Regions from separate parts of the Gossypium hirsutum genome. Here regions 1 and 3 are each linked to region 2. The links are chromatin contacts, called in public Hi-C maps. All regions are on one chromosome and are shown on one strand. Each heading gives the region's core, a stretch centred on a gene start, on an enhancer-like site or on the middle of the called end of the contact. The rest is flanking DNA. Distances are from core to core; before and after follow the strand shown. Region 1 holds the start of LOC107907678 (classical arabinogalactan protein 26). Region 2 holds the start of LOC107952252 (protein TRANSPORT INHIBITOR RESPONSE 1-like). Region 3 holds the start of LOC107952225.

What was found. A called contact is a pair of places that touch in the nucleus more often than the background predicts.
Region 1: a contact with region 2 is called in a Hi-C map of leaf, with 4 times the contacts expected there. The contact joins the promoter of LOC107907678 here to the promoter of LOC107952252 in region 2. A contact is called at or near these places in 2 of 34 Hi-C or Micro-C datasets (both in leaf).
Region 3: a Hi-C map of leaf shows a contact between it and region 2, with 1.8 times the contacts expected there. The contact joins the promoter of LOC107952225 here to the promoter of LOC107952252 in region 2. A contact is called at or near these places in 2 of 34 Hi-C or Micro-C datasets (callus and leaf).

The regions. Positions count from the first base shown.
Region 1 is chrA08:14,483,756-14,487,453 of Gossypium_hirsutum_v2.1, forward strand. LOC107907678 (classical arabinogalactan protein 26) reads left to right here and starts at 2,331. Exons shown (of 1, transcript XM_016835014.2): 1 at 2,331-2,849. The coding sequence starts at 2,331. The coding sequence ends at 2,768. It overlaps LOC107913224 (protein NETWORKED 3A), which reads right to left. Exons shown (of 3, transcript XM_016841747.2): 3 at 2,901-3,698. The coding sequence ends at 3,167.
Region 2 is chrA08:15,015,178-15,019,126 of Gossypium_hirsutum_v2.1, forward strand. LOC107952252 (protein TRANSPORT INHIBITOR RESPONSE 1-like) reads left to right here and starts at 1,832. Exons shown (of 3, transcript NM_001327598.2): 1 at 1,832-2,529; 2 at 3,377-3,872; 3 at 3,948-3,949. The coding sequence starts at 2,063.
Region 3 is chrA08:14,063,078-14,067,289 of Gossypium_hirsutum_v2.1, forward strand. LOC107952225 reads right to left here and starts at 2,540. Exons shown (of 1, transcript XM_016887499.2): 1 at 2,130-2,540. The coding sequence starts at 2,540. The coding sequence ends at 2,130. LOC107952220 (rho GTPase-activating protein 2-like) reads left to right here. Exons shown (of 5, transcript XM_041075885.1): 2 at 660-780; 3 at 869-1,219; 4 at 1,362-1,694; 5 at 1,696-2,009. The coding sequence ends at 1,830. LOC107952233 reads right to left here. Exons shown (of 8, transcript XM_041075886.1): 8 at 3,626-3,879. The coding sequence ends at 3,864.

The DNA of each region.
Region 1 (3,698 bases), core at 1,081-3,580, 530 kb before region 2:
AGAGGAGGGAAAGTCTCTATTTAAGAGTAGATCTAGCATAATTGAGTGGAGTTGCATGCAATCCTAGAAAAGGACGACATAAATCTACTGGATTAGAGTCAAATCTAATAAGGGAATCCATAGATCGAGTTAATGCAACAATAGGGATTTTAATTAGAAAGAAATTTCAATTAATCAACTTAGAGTCAGTTGCTCTTATTCTTGAAAAAGATATAAGCATAATTTAGAGATTTCTACGAATCAAGATACCTAGTGAATAAATCGTTTAATTTATATTCACAATGATAAATGAAGTCTAGGTGGATTATTTCCTGGATATTGCTTCGCTTATTGGTTATTATTCAATTATTTTTCTGATTTATTCTCTGTTGAGTTCTCTAATTAAATTAATTTAGTAATTTTATTTTAAATCAATCACTCCAATTTTTCAGTTAAATTATAGGAAAACAGTAATTTCTAGTACTTTTAGTCCTCGTGGATACAATATCTTTACTCATCATAGCTATAGTATTTATCGATAAATGCACTTGCTTTTGTCGTATTTTTAATTAGTTTTATGACACATCATATGCCTTGTGCACAAAATAAGTATGATTGAGTTAAAGCTCAAAATAAGTACCAAATAGCCTAAAATGTACCAAAAATAGAGTTTACATCGCGACTTCGGGAGATGATCGTTGTGACGAGCTTAGGACTTCAGGCCACAACATTACAAGGAACCCCATTGTCACAATAAGGCCAAGTCAATATGTCACGTCACTACGAGGAACTCCCTCACATTGCGACATCAATTCGAAGTTTTGCAACTTTACAATTTAGTCATATTTCATGCTCGAGTCAACAAATAAGCTTTCATAAACTCGATTAAGGCTTGAATTTGATTATGTATCATATTGTAAATGTGTTTATGGCATGTTTTTATGTTTGAATGATCATTTTAATGTATAATTAATTGTAATTGCTCTGGCAACAAATGTAATGTCTTGTTGCCCAAACCTAACGATCGAGTCAGGTAAGGAGTATTGCAACTATTTTTGTTACAAGTAAAAAATTGTTATAAAAATTAAAATAAAACATAAAAAATTGATTCTACTAAAAACTTAATTATTATAATGAAATGTTATTATAGAAAAGGTGGACTGAAAATGTAAAAAATATAACTTCAAGATTTTCTCTCTTTCCAAGACAATAGCCCCTTGATTCAAACCATATAACAATTATTCTAATCATGGCCTTGCATAGTTTAATATTATACTTAGTTCATAAGATTATAAGCATTTAAGCATCAAATTTAACTAAATAGAAACTAGTTATTTCCATTGATATGTTCCTCCAAGTTATTAAGCACAAAATGAACTCTAGGCAACAAAAAATTATAGCATTTTTAGTTACTTAAACCAATTAGGTTAAATTCTGCTGTTGATCCTTATATTTAGTGAAAATTATGGATTTAATCTTTATATTTTAATTTGATCAGTTTTAGTCCTTGTACTTTTTGAAATGGCCAATTTTAGTTCTGTACTTTTCGAATTTCAAAACTTTAGTCCTAACCCAAACAATTCAATTAATAGTCTTATATTAAGTGCACAATTTTATATTTAGTCCATATTCTCCAATTGAATCATTTTAAGACTATAATTTTCAAATATTGAAATTTCAATCTTAATGTAAATGATAGTCATTAATCATTTAACTAGATTTTTAGCGAGTAATATCTGAAAATAATCATTTGACATGGCATTACACATATGATAATATGTTTAACACATCAAATTTTGGAAAATAACATAACACAACTTAATGAATTTAGCAATTATCATTTGGTAAGGACTAAAATTTTAAAATTCAAAAAGTACAGGGACTAAACATGAACAAAATTCACAAAATTCGTAAATTAAATGGACTAATAGCAAGATTTTACCAACCAAATAATATAAGAATTTTCAATTCCATTGTCATATCCATGATTCCACACATACTTTAATAAGACTCAACATTGTCTTACAATTTTAGCTATCTATTTCAAAAAAGGTCACGGGTGAAACATAGGAAAAAAAATCAAAGGAAAAGGATAAAAGAAACCCTATATCATGATGTAGACCTTGAAGAAAATAACTTATCCACATTGTCTAGTAGCCAACCCATGGAGCTGTATTTTACCATTAAAGTTAGCAACCATCTTTTGACTTGCAGCACCCACTCTCTTTTTCACCATCACACTTCTTCCCTCATCTGCACATAAAAACACCTACAACTCCATTCTTCTCATACATTCATGCATTCAAATTTTCCTTACTTGGACAACTCATACCGATTTATCTTCATTTTCAATGGCTTCCCTTTGGTCACCATGGGGAAACTTGTTCATGTTTTTAATGGCTTATTTTTCTTCACTACCCTTATCTTCATCATCTCAGCTATATTTACATGTACAATACTCAACTATATCAGCTGCACCGGCATTCCTTCCAAGTGCACCTCTTGCTTCTTCTCCAAGTTTACCCCCTGATATTGAGCCTTTGTTCCCTACTCCGAATGGTGTGCCACCTTCTCCTACTGATTCGTCGATGCCCACGATTCCTTCAAGCCCCAGTCCCCCGAATCCGGATAACATCGTGGCCCCTGCTCCTGGTTTCGCATTTTCACCATCTAACAGCCCTTTGCCGGTATCCACTTCGGTTTATCCAACTTCAGCTCGAGCTTTAAAACCAACATTGTTTCTTGGTTTGCTAGTATTTAGTATATTGCAGAAGCTTTCTGGTGTGTGAATTTCTGCTGATGGCATTGTTCCTTATAGCTTCACTCTTTTCTTTTTATGTTTTCTATATATTTATTTTTGATATTGTTAATCATGGTTGTTGACTATTATATTTAATTCAAATTATTAGTATGAACTCTGATTTGGTACCAAAAAATGCTTTTATTATTAGCACAAAGACTACATTAAGTTCAACTCTGTCACAATAAGGAAAAACAAAAAAAGAAAAGTAACAAGGGAAAACAAGTACACAAATGAAACAATTGAACGAAAGAATAGCAAACACTGAAAAATTTTCTCAGAAGGTAAACACATGTATGACAATTCTTCTAAGTTCCTAATTTGAACTGCCCTCTTTTCCTATATGTATATGTATATGCTACTTACCTTAATGCAACCTAACTAAAACTACAGGGCAATGATAGTAGAACGAGACAATGGGGACCCATTCAACAACATCCCAAATAGTCCTCCCTTTATTTTGTTAAATTCAAAGGGACTCCATTTACTGGGGGATGGTCTTTTAACCATATTCTTCTTCAGCTCCATGTTCTCATCCTTGAGCGCTTGGACAGCATAACTGAGTTGTCTAATCACCTCTTTCTTCTCTTCATCTTTCTGAATTAATTGAGCCTTCTGAACCTTGTTCTCTTCTTTCAGTTTCTCTATTTCTTCCCTTAACTTCATCAATTCATCACGGAACACCTTTGAAGATTCATCTTCCTTCACAACATGGCCTTCTTTAGTTACTAAACCGGCTTCGTATTTATCTTCCTGCTCGGGATCCTCGACTTCCTCCCCAGTTTCATCATTTTCAGGGTCATCAACTTCTGATTCAGCATAGTCTTCAGAATCAAAGGTCTCGGAGCTGCTATCATAGAGTTTATCCATCAAGTTGATCGTCTTCTCTGAATGGCAGTACTTCATGGAAGAAAACGGG
Region 2 (3,949 bases), core at 582-3,081:
ATATTATATAACTTAGTGAAGACAACTTCTTTAATTGAGAGAGTAAAAAAAAAAGATAACTTCTAAAACGAATGAGATGACGTGGTTCTGTAAAATGACGAGGGATGAAATGGACTGTGCATGCGACCGTCCCGAGCATTTCCTATTTGTATTAAACAAATTATTATCTAAATTTCAGGGCAAATTATTTAAGAATTAGTTTTAAGAAAATAAATGAATTTCATTTAAAAATATATTTTTTGTATATAATGTATGTACTGTATATACTTTAGGTAGAGACAAGCTTTTACAGTTGCGATCGATAAGGACGCTTATCTGAAGAAGCCATCCGACGGTTCAAATCTCTTCTTTTTAGCAACTTTAGATCTGGGCCGTTGAGTTTTAACCTCTCAGCTTTTTCTACATAAAAGGGACAGCTCAAGGGACTCCATGCCAAGACAGTGCAACCCCAAAATCCATGTCCTTTTCGCCAACTGACAAAACTACCCTTTTGTTCAATTGAAGTGGGAGGGCGAATAGTTTGGTAAGATGAGGAGTATTTTCGTTATTTTACAAAACCAGTTAAAGAGTCAATTATTTTCTCTGAAGACATGTACGTGCAGCCGGTTGTAATTGTGGGGACTCTTTAACCTTTTCTTTTTATTTTTTACCCTTTGCAGTAAAAATTAATATTTATTAATTACTACTTGGAAAGCTTTTTTTTTTCCGGGTTCTGTGTATTTCGACCGTACACTGTGAAAAGGTTAACCTGATCAGACGGTCTTGATCAAGGTGCATGGTGCACCCGTTCGTACTCCATTCGTTTTTCCATGACTCATCCCTTTTATAGACATGTGAAATCTAAATTATAAAAAGAAAATAATTTTTATTTATACTTGATCAATAATGATGAAATGAATCAAGGCCGTTGGAGATGAATAAATAGGGCGGGTTGTACGCGGGGACAATGATAGCATGATTTTGAATGCAAACAATTGTATATGATTGGACTGCCGTGATGTCATGACAACAAGATTTCACATCAGATCATTCCTCATTATTTATTTTTAACCCCTTTCTTGCGGTCCCCGCAATATCCGACCCCTCAGATCCAGCCCTGCTACGTGAATCATGAGATTCCTTGCACCACCATTCTCTCCCTACACATCATCACACTTTATCAGCCCCTCCAATATCTCGTTCCTTTTTTCCTTCCGATATTTATTCAAAATCTCGCTAAACATGTGCTTGATGTAGGATGGTTATACGTGGACATCCTATTTGTTTTTATACGAATTTAGGTAATATAGATAATAATAATAATTAAATTTAATATTCATAACAAATTTGAACTTGTATATTTGTTACTTAAATTCGCATTGTTCTTGTTCATATTTATTTTCTACTTAAATGTAATACAAATGGTAAATCTACTTAATAAAAAAATATACTTTTAAAATTTAGGTATAATCAAAAGGTAATACAAATGATAAATGAAATTAAATTTATAAATTATATGAAAAAAGTTATAAATATCCAACTCGTTGCTACTGCTGTGCCACTGCCCCACATCTCTTCCATATACCCGTTTTATGCGGCTCCCCTTAGTCGTCGACGGATAAGAACCTCTCTCATCGTCTATCCTACGGCCCACATCTCTCCATCACTACGTGTTACTTTCCTAATCGCCCATCAGTATCTAAGCAGACCCACAAAAAAAAAATTGAAATTCTCTCGCTTGTCCTTTATTTCCCATGACTAATTTAACCATGGTTAAAATCTAACCATTCTTACGAACACAAAAATAAAAATCCTTATCCTCTCTCGTCCATTGTGTCTGTCTTTGACTTCACTTTCTTTCTCTCTCTCAATAGCTTCCTCCCAGCCTCTGCTCCCCCTATAAGCTTCGTTAATGGCGTTTCAGATCTCAAAAAACAAACTCTAAACCTTAAGTAAACGCAAATCCTACCCAAACCCAAGACCAAAATCGAGATAAAAAAATTCATCCTTTCCTATCAAAAGCCTTCATTCATTTTTTTTTGTGTGTGTGGTTTTTTTTTTCCTTTTATTCGAGGTTTAATTAATGCATAAGAAAATGGCGTTTTCGTTCCCAGACGAGGTGCTAGAGCATGTGTTCTCGTTCATACAATCAGATAAAGACCGGAACGCGGTGTCGATGGTGTGTAAATCGTGGTACGAGATCGAGCGTTGGTGTCGGAGGAAAGTGTTTGTGGGGAACTGTTACGCTGTGAGCCCAAGGATGGTGATCAGACGTTTCCCCGAGTTTAGATCCATTGAGTTGAAAGGGAAACCGCACTTTGCGGATTTCAATCTGGTGCCGGACGGATGGGGAGGTTACGTGTTTCCTTGGATCGCGGAGATGGCTGGAGCTTATCCTTGGCTCGAAGAGATTCGACTTAAAAGGATGGTCGTTACCGACGAAAGCTTGGAGCTTATTGCTAAGTCGTTTAAGAACTTCAAAGTATTGGTGCTTTCTTCTTGTGAAGGGTTTTCAACTGATGGTCTCGCTGCCATTGCTGCTAGCTGCAAGTGAGTTTGATGAAACTTTATTCTTTTCTCCTTTTTCGGGATTTTTTTTTTGTTTTCATTTTTAGCTGAGAAAAGGAGTTGAAGTTTTCATCTTTGTGGGAGTTAAAGTAGAGCTTTTCCCCAATTTGTTTTTGGTTTTAGCTACATTTTTCTTGAATTAGTTTTTATTCATTCCCATGAACTATTTTTTTTTAAAACAAAGATGTGAAGAACTTTTAGGAGTTTGGTCTCGTGTTCTAGTTGTCTTAGTTATTTCAGCTTTTGCTTTTCTCAGATCTGAGGTCAAGTGGGGGTTCTTTTTAAGAATATCTAATGAAAATCACATGTTCTTTTTTACCTCTTCGATACCTTGTTTTGTTTGATATCAGCAGATTCGTTTTTGAGTATTGTTTTCATTATTTTGGATGGTTTCTTCATGTGAAATGTGGACTTGTTTATGCTCTTTAATTATATTCCTTTTCTCGTGATTTGTTGTTTATATAAAACCAATAATATTTGTCTTTGGGTAAACTTTTTGCTGAGTTGGGGATTGAGGGAATAATTTTTCCATAGCTATTACTGAAGATTCTGATGGTTTATTTTTTTTCTTATCATCCTACAATTATTTGGTTGTTTTTGGTTTATTAGAGAGCTGTGAAGATTTATGTTACTTCAATTTTCTTTTGATGCAAGTTCAATTGTATATAAAAAAGGTAACTTTAGCCTTGTAATCAAGTCGTTTTCAATGATAATGACAGTGATGAACTTTTAATTTTGTTCAACATTGGTGTTCTTGGATTCAACTCAGGTAGAATTGATTTGAGCTTTCATTTTTATTTTCTCTAAATCAATCTGCTTGCTGATGTAGGAATCTGAAAGAGCTGGACTTGCGAGACTGTGAAGTGGATGATTTGAGTGCGCATTGGCTCAGTCATTTTCCCGAAACATACACATCACTGGTGTCCCTTAACATTTCTTGCTTAGGGTCTGATGAAGCTAGTTTTTCAGCGTTGGAACGTCTGGTGCATAGATGTACTAACCTCAAGACTCTTCGGCTCAACCGTGCGGTGCCCCTGGATAAGATTGCCAACATTTTACGTCATGCACCGCAGCTGGTTGAATTCGGTACTGGTACCTACACGGCTGATGTACGGCCAGATGTCTACTCAGATTTGGCCGGGGTGCTTTCTAGTTGCAAGGAACTAAAGAGCTTGTCTGGATTTTGGGATGTGATCCCGGATTACCTTCCTGCCATTTACCCTGTCTGCTCTAAATTAACATCACTGAACCTGAGCTATGCTACTATACAAAGTCCTGATCTTATCAAGCTTGTAAGCCACTGTCCGAATTTGCAGCGCCTATTGGTAAGCTTATTATGGTAATGCTGGTTTATGTATTTGCATCTGGTTTTTCATTCTTAACGTAGGTTATGTTCACAGGT
Region 3 (4,212 bases), core at 1,290-3,789, 950 kb before region 2:
GTAGTTTAGATCTGAAATTTATTTTCAAAGTTTTGATTTCAAGCTCTTTTTCATTTTGAAAATTTGAAAATAAACAATTTATTAAACTGGGTTTGTCGCTTTCTATAAAAGCTATATGAAATTGACAAATGATTATTATAATATGTAGACCTTATTTATTTTGTCCTACTCCTTTTTCCAGAAGCAGTAAAATAATTGGACTTTGAGTTCCTTGTGGAATTGCAGTGAATTTCATCGAGTGATAGAGGCTATGTTAGTATTATTTTAGGGTATTAGGATTTGTGGTTATATTAGGTTTATTTCTTGCAGCACCTGAAGTGTGCAATAAATGTAGCTACTGACCCTGCCTTGTATAGGTGAAGCAAATAAATGATGCCATGTTCTGGACTGTTTTTAGTTGCAAAATATTTATTGCAACCTAATCTTGTCTATGAAGAAATTTGGGTTTTCAAAGAAACTTCTTTTGATGTACCTCTGCGGTTTACAAGCCAAGTCCGGTCTTTTCTCCAATCAGGGTTTTATCTCCCTATTCAATTACAGCACCATGGTTGCTGTAAAGTGAGCTTATGGCAAGGCTCGAACTAGGACCTTTTGCATATAGACGTTTTATCTGTTCTATTACTATGGTCCTTAATTGCAACTGACTGTATTCATTACAGTGCTAGTGTGTTTGGTGTCTCAGCCGAATCAATGCAATGCTCGTTCGATTCCAAAGGGAATAGTGTCCCCACTATACTCTTACTAATGCAGGAGCGGCTTTATTTACAAGGAGGGCTAAAGGTTTGGAGTTATAAACATTGTCAACTACTATTCAATTCAACTCTATGCAATTGAATGATCATGGTTTTCTGCTCAATTGATCTTGTAGGCAGAAGGAATTTTCCGGATAAATCCCGAAAATAGCCAGGAGGAGCATGTAAGAGATCAGCTCAATAGGGGCATAGTGCCGGATAATATCGACGTCCATTGTCTTGCTGGCCTTATAAAGGCTTGGTTCCGGGAACTTCCTGCAGGGGTGCTAGATGGACTTTCCCCTGAACAGGTTCTCCAATGCAATACCGAAGAAGAATCTGTCGATCTTGTGAAGCAACTAAAGCCAACTGAAGCTGCATTGCTCAATTGGGCTGTTGATCTTATGGCGGATGTTGTTGAGGAAGAGGAATCGAACAAAATGAATGCGAGAAATATCGCAATGGTTTTTGCTCCGAATATGACTCAGGTATCAAACAAAATTTTCTAGTTTGCATAACGACATTTGTTGGATCAGTATTCAGAGATATGTACTTAAAATTGTTGTCAAATACTACAAACTGCCATGGGAACTAAGATGAAGATTTTTATTTTGATTTTCTCTTGAGTAGATGTCTGATCCATTGACGGCTCTGATGCATGCTGTTCAAGTAATGAACTTGCTCAAGACCTTGATCATGAGGACACTGCAGGAGCATGAAGAGAGCGCAACAGGAGGGAGATGTTCACCAATGTCGTCTCACTCTTGCAATGGCCCTACCGATGAGGAGTTTGATAGTAACCGAGAGATGGAAACGAGCTGCGAGCTGAAAGGACCAACATCAGAATACGATAATGCCCTTTACAATAGCTACAGCGGAGACGAAGATGAAGTTCAGTCATTAGATGAAATAGAGGAATGCTTCTTGAGGCAACTAGATGAGAATAATAAGACGGTCACCAATAGTCTTTTTGGAGGAACCAGCTAACGAATTACAAAGTGATCATTCAAGTCCAGTTACTGTCTTACCTGAAAGAATTTTTGCCTCGAGAATTAGTGATGGAAGGGACTCCGGTCGGAAGGAAGAGCCAAGCACATAAGGATGTGGAGATGATAGACAATCTAGATTGTCACTGTCCTTGTCTAATGCTATCTGACTGATGATGGTTCATCCTTACATTATGTAAAACAATACTTTGTTGCTCTTCGTTCATGATTTGCTTCTGTAAATCGATAAAGTTAGTATTGTTTGAATCAAAGGTTTAGTAATGAGGCTGAACTTGTGTTTGTGTTTGAAATCGAAGTTCTCTAACATTGCCTATTCTATCTAAATATGGTTGATTTGCAGGGAATTGGGGGAAAGAAAGGACAAAAAAACAAAACAGAAAAAGAACAGCATCTAAGATGCTAGACAGGTTTCCCAGAACAGCTTGTTCTTTTCCATCTCATTCATGGTTGAATCAAAAGAAACAGCTGATGCTTTCTTGTTTTGTTTTACCACAACTCCATTAATACATTTCTTACACAAATGAACCCCATTTTGGTCCACCACCTCCCCATCCTCTTCCTCATCTTCGTGATGATCATCGCCAACATTTGCTTTGTGATCTAAGCTATAATTAACCACATGAAGAAGATCAGATTCAGATGTAGTGGCATCATCACAGCTGCATGACTCGGCATCATCGTTGTCATCTTCATCATGGTTGATAACAGATATGGCGGGATCAAAGTAACCGGCTTCGGAATCGCCGGTAGTCTCTAAGTGGAAGAAATAAGAGACATCAGCAACTTTATTTGTAATCTCCATGTTTCTTGTCGATACTAAAGAACAAGTAAACAAGTAATAACCTTATTTTGGAGTCCCCAATACGTAGTGTTTATTTATAATAGATATAACATATTACTATAAAAGGAATTTGTAAAGAAAAGGAGAGGTGGGGCAACTTTTGCCGCCAGCGGCGCCTCCGCCACCGTTTGCGTGTTTGAGTTTGAAAAGAAAAAAACAATTATCCGTTGGCTAATTCACCTTCTAGAACAAAAAGAATATATATATGTATGTTTACGTATTTATTCCAACTATTCTAGAAGCAGTGTTGACCACACGGATTTTCTACCTTTTAAAAAGGGGCTATGATAGAATAATAACTTGGCAGCCCCCAACGACCAAGGAGGAGAAAAATGAAATCTGCTTCATGAATTTTGGGTCAAATGCTGATTTTGATCCCTCTACTATGCTCAAAATTTTGGATTTAGTCCTATAATTTGATTTTTGGTCCTATTTTTATAATTTTGTTAGAAGGAACGAAGCCATAAAATTGCTTTGGGTCCAAAATCGAATTAAAAAATTTGCAAGACCAAAATCCAATTTTACCATTATATAGAGATTTATAATTTTATAAATTTTGACCGGACTATTTACCATTTTGGGGATGCCCTAATCATCAATTAATCCGAATAATATTATTAACTGTTCGGGTTTAAAATATTGACGCTGATTTGCGTATAATAGACCAATTCTAAAATTTGAGGAAAATAGAAAGATCAAAACTAAAATTTGACCTAAATATTGGCTACTGCGTTTGGCATCTGCAGTCTTATTTGTCTGCTGCTGTTGAGAGTCGTAAATATTAGCTGTATATAAAGAATTAATTCAAAATATAAGTGTTCACGTGAGACATTTGTTTTAGAAAAAAATATGAAGTTTTATGGATTGACAAATTCTTACTAAGTGTATATATATAGATAGATAGATATTAAAGCATACTTTGACCGGATACTGACAATGTTTTAGTGAAAACAATGAACTCTGACTGGACCACAGGAGGATGCTTAATTGTTTATGAATCCCCACATGGACTGTTGTTTCAGTTGGCAAGTGAATATGAAGACCCATTAACCAATCATGACCGTCCAATATTTTATCAAATACGGCATGTCTTTTACAAATTTCCATAATGTGATAGCATTCTCACTGAGCAAAATGGGTTTTAAAGTCTACGAGTTCTAACATCACAATGGCCCCCATGTATTTGACATTTTAACCTGACTGTACAAATTAGGACCCCGCCCTTCTTGTCTACAAGTGCACAAATCAATGTTTCCTTGAGCTTTGATCATGTCTATTCCTCTCTCAGAAGAGTTGATGCCTGTAAGATGACAATGCGACATTAAAAGAACAAAACGAAACAGTACAAGTGCCCACTACGAGTATGGTTAGATTTTTCTAAGTTATATATATATATATATATTTGGAGGATCTTTGGATACTTCAAGAAGAATGAATAGTCTGAGCAACATAGATTGTGAAACTGATCCATAACGTGCCTTGTTTCTGGTTCAAAATTAGGTGCTCATATGACTAGCATGTGGGGAAATTTAGATGATCTTAAATGTGAGAATGAGCTCAAATACTATGCCAAGCAATTATCAGAATGATGGCCCTGATCAGTTTAGCTAAGTAAACCACAGTTTCAGATTAT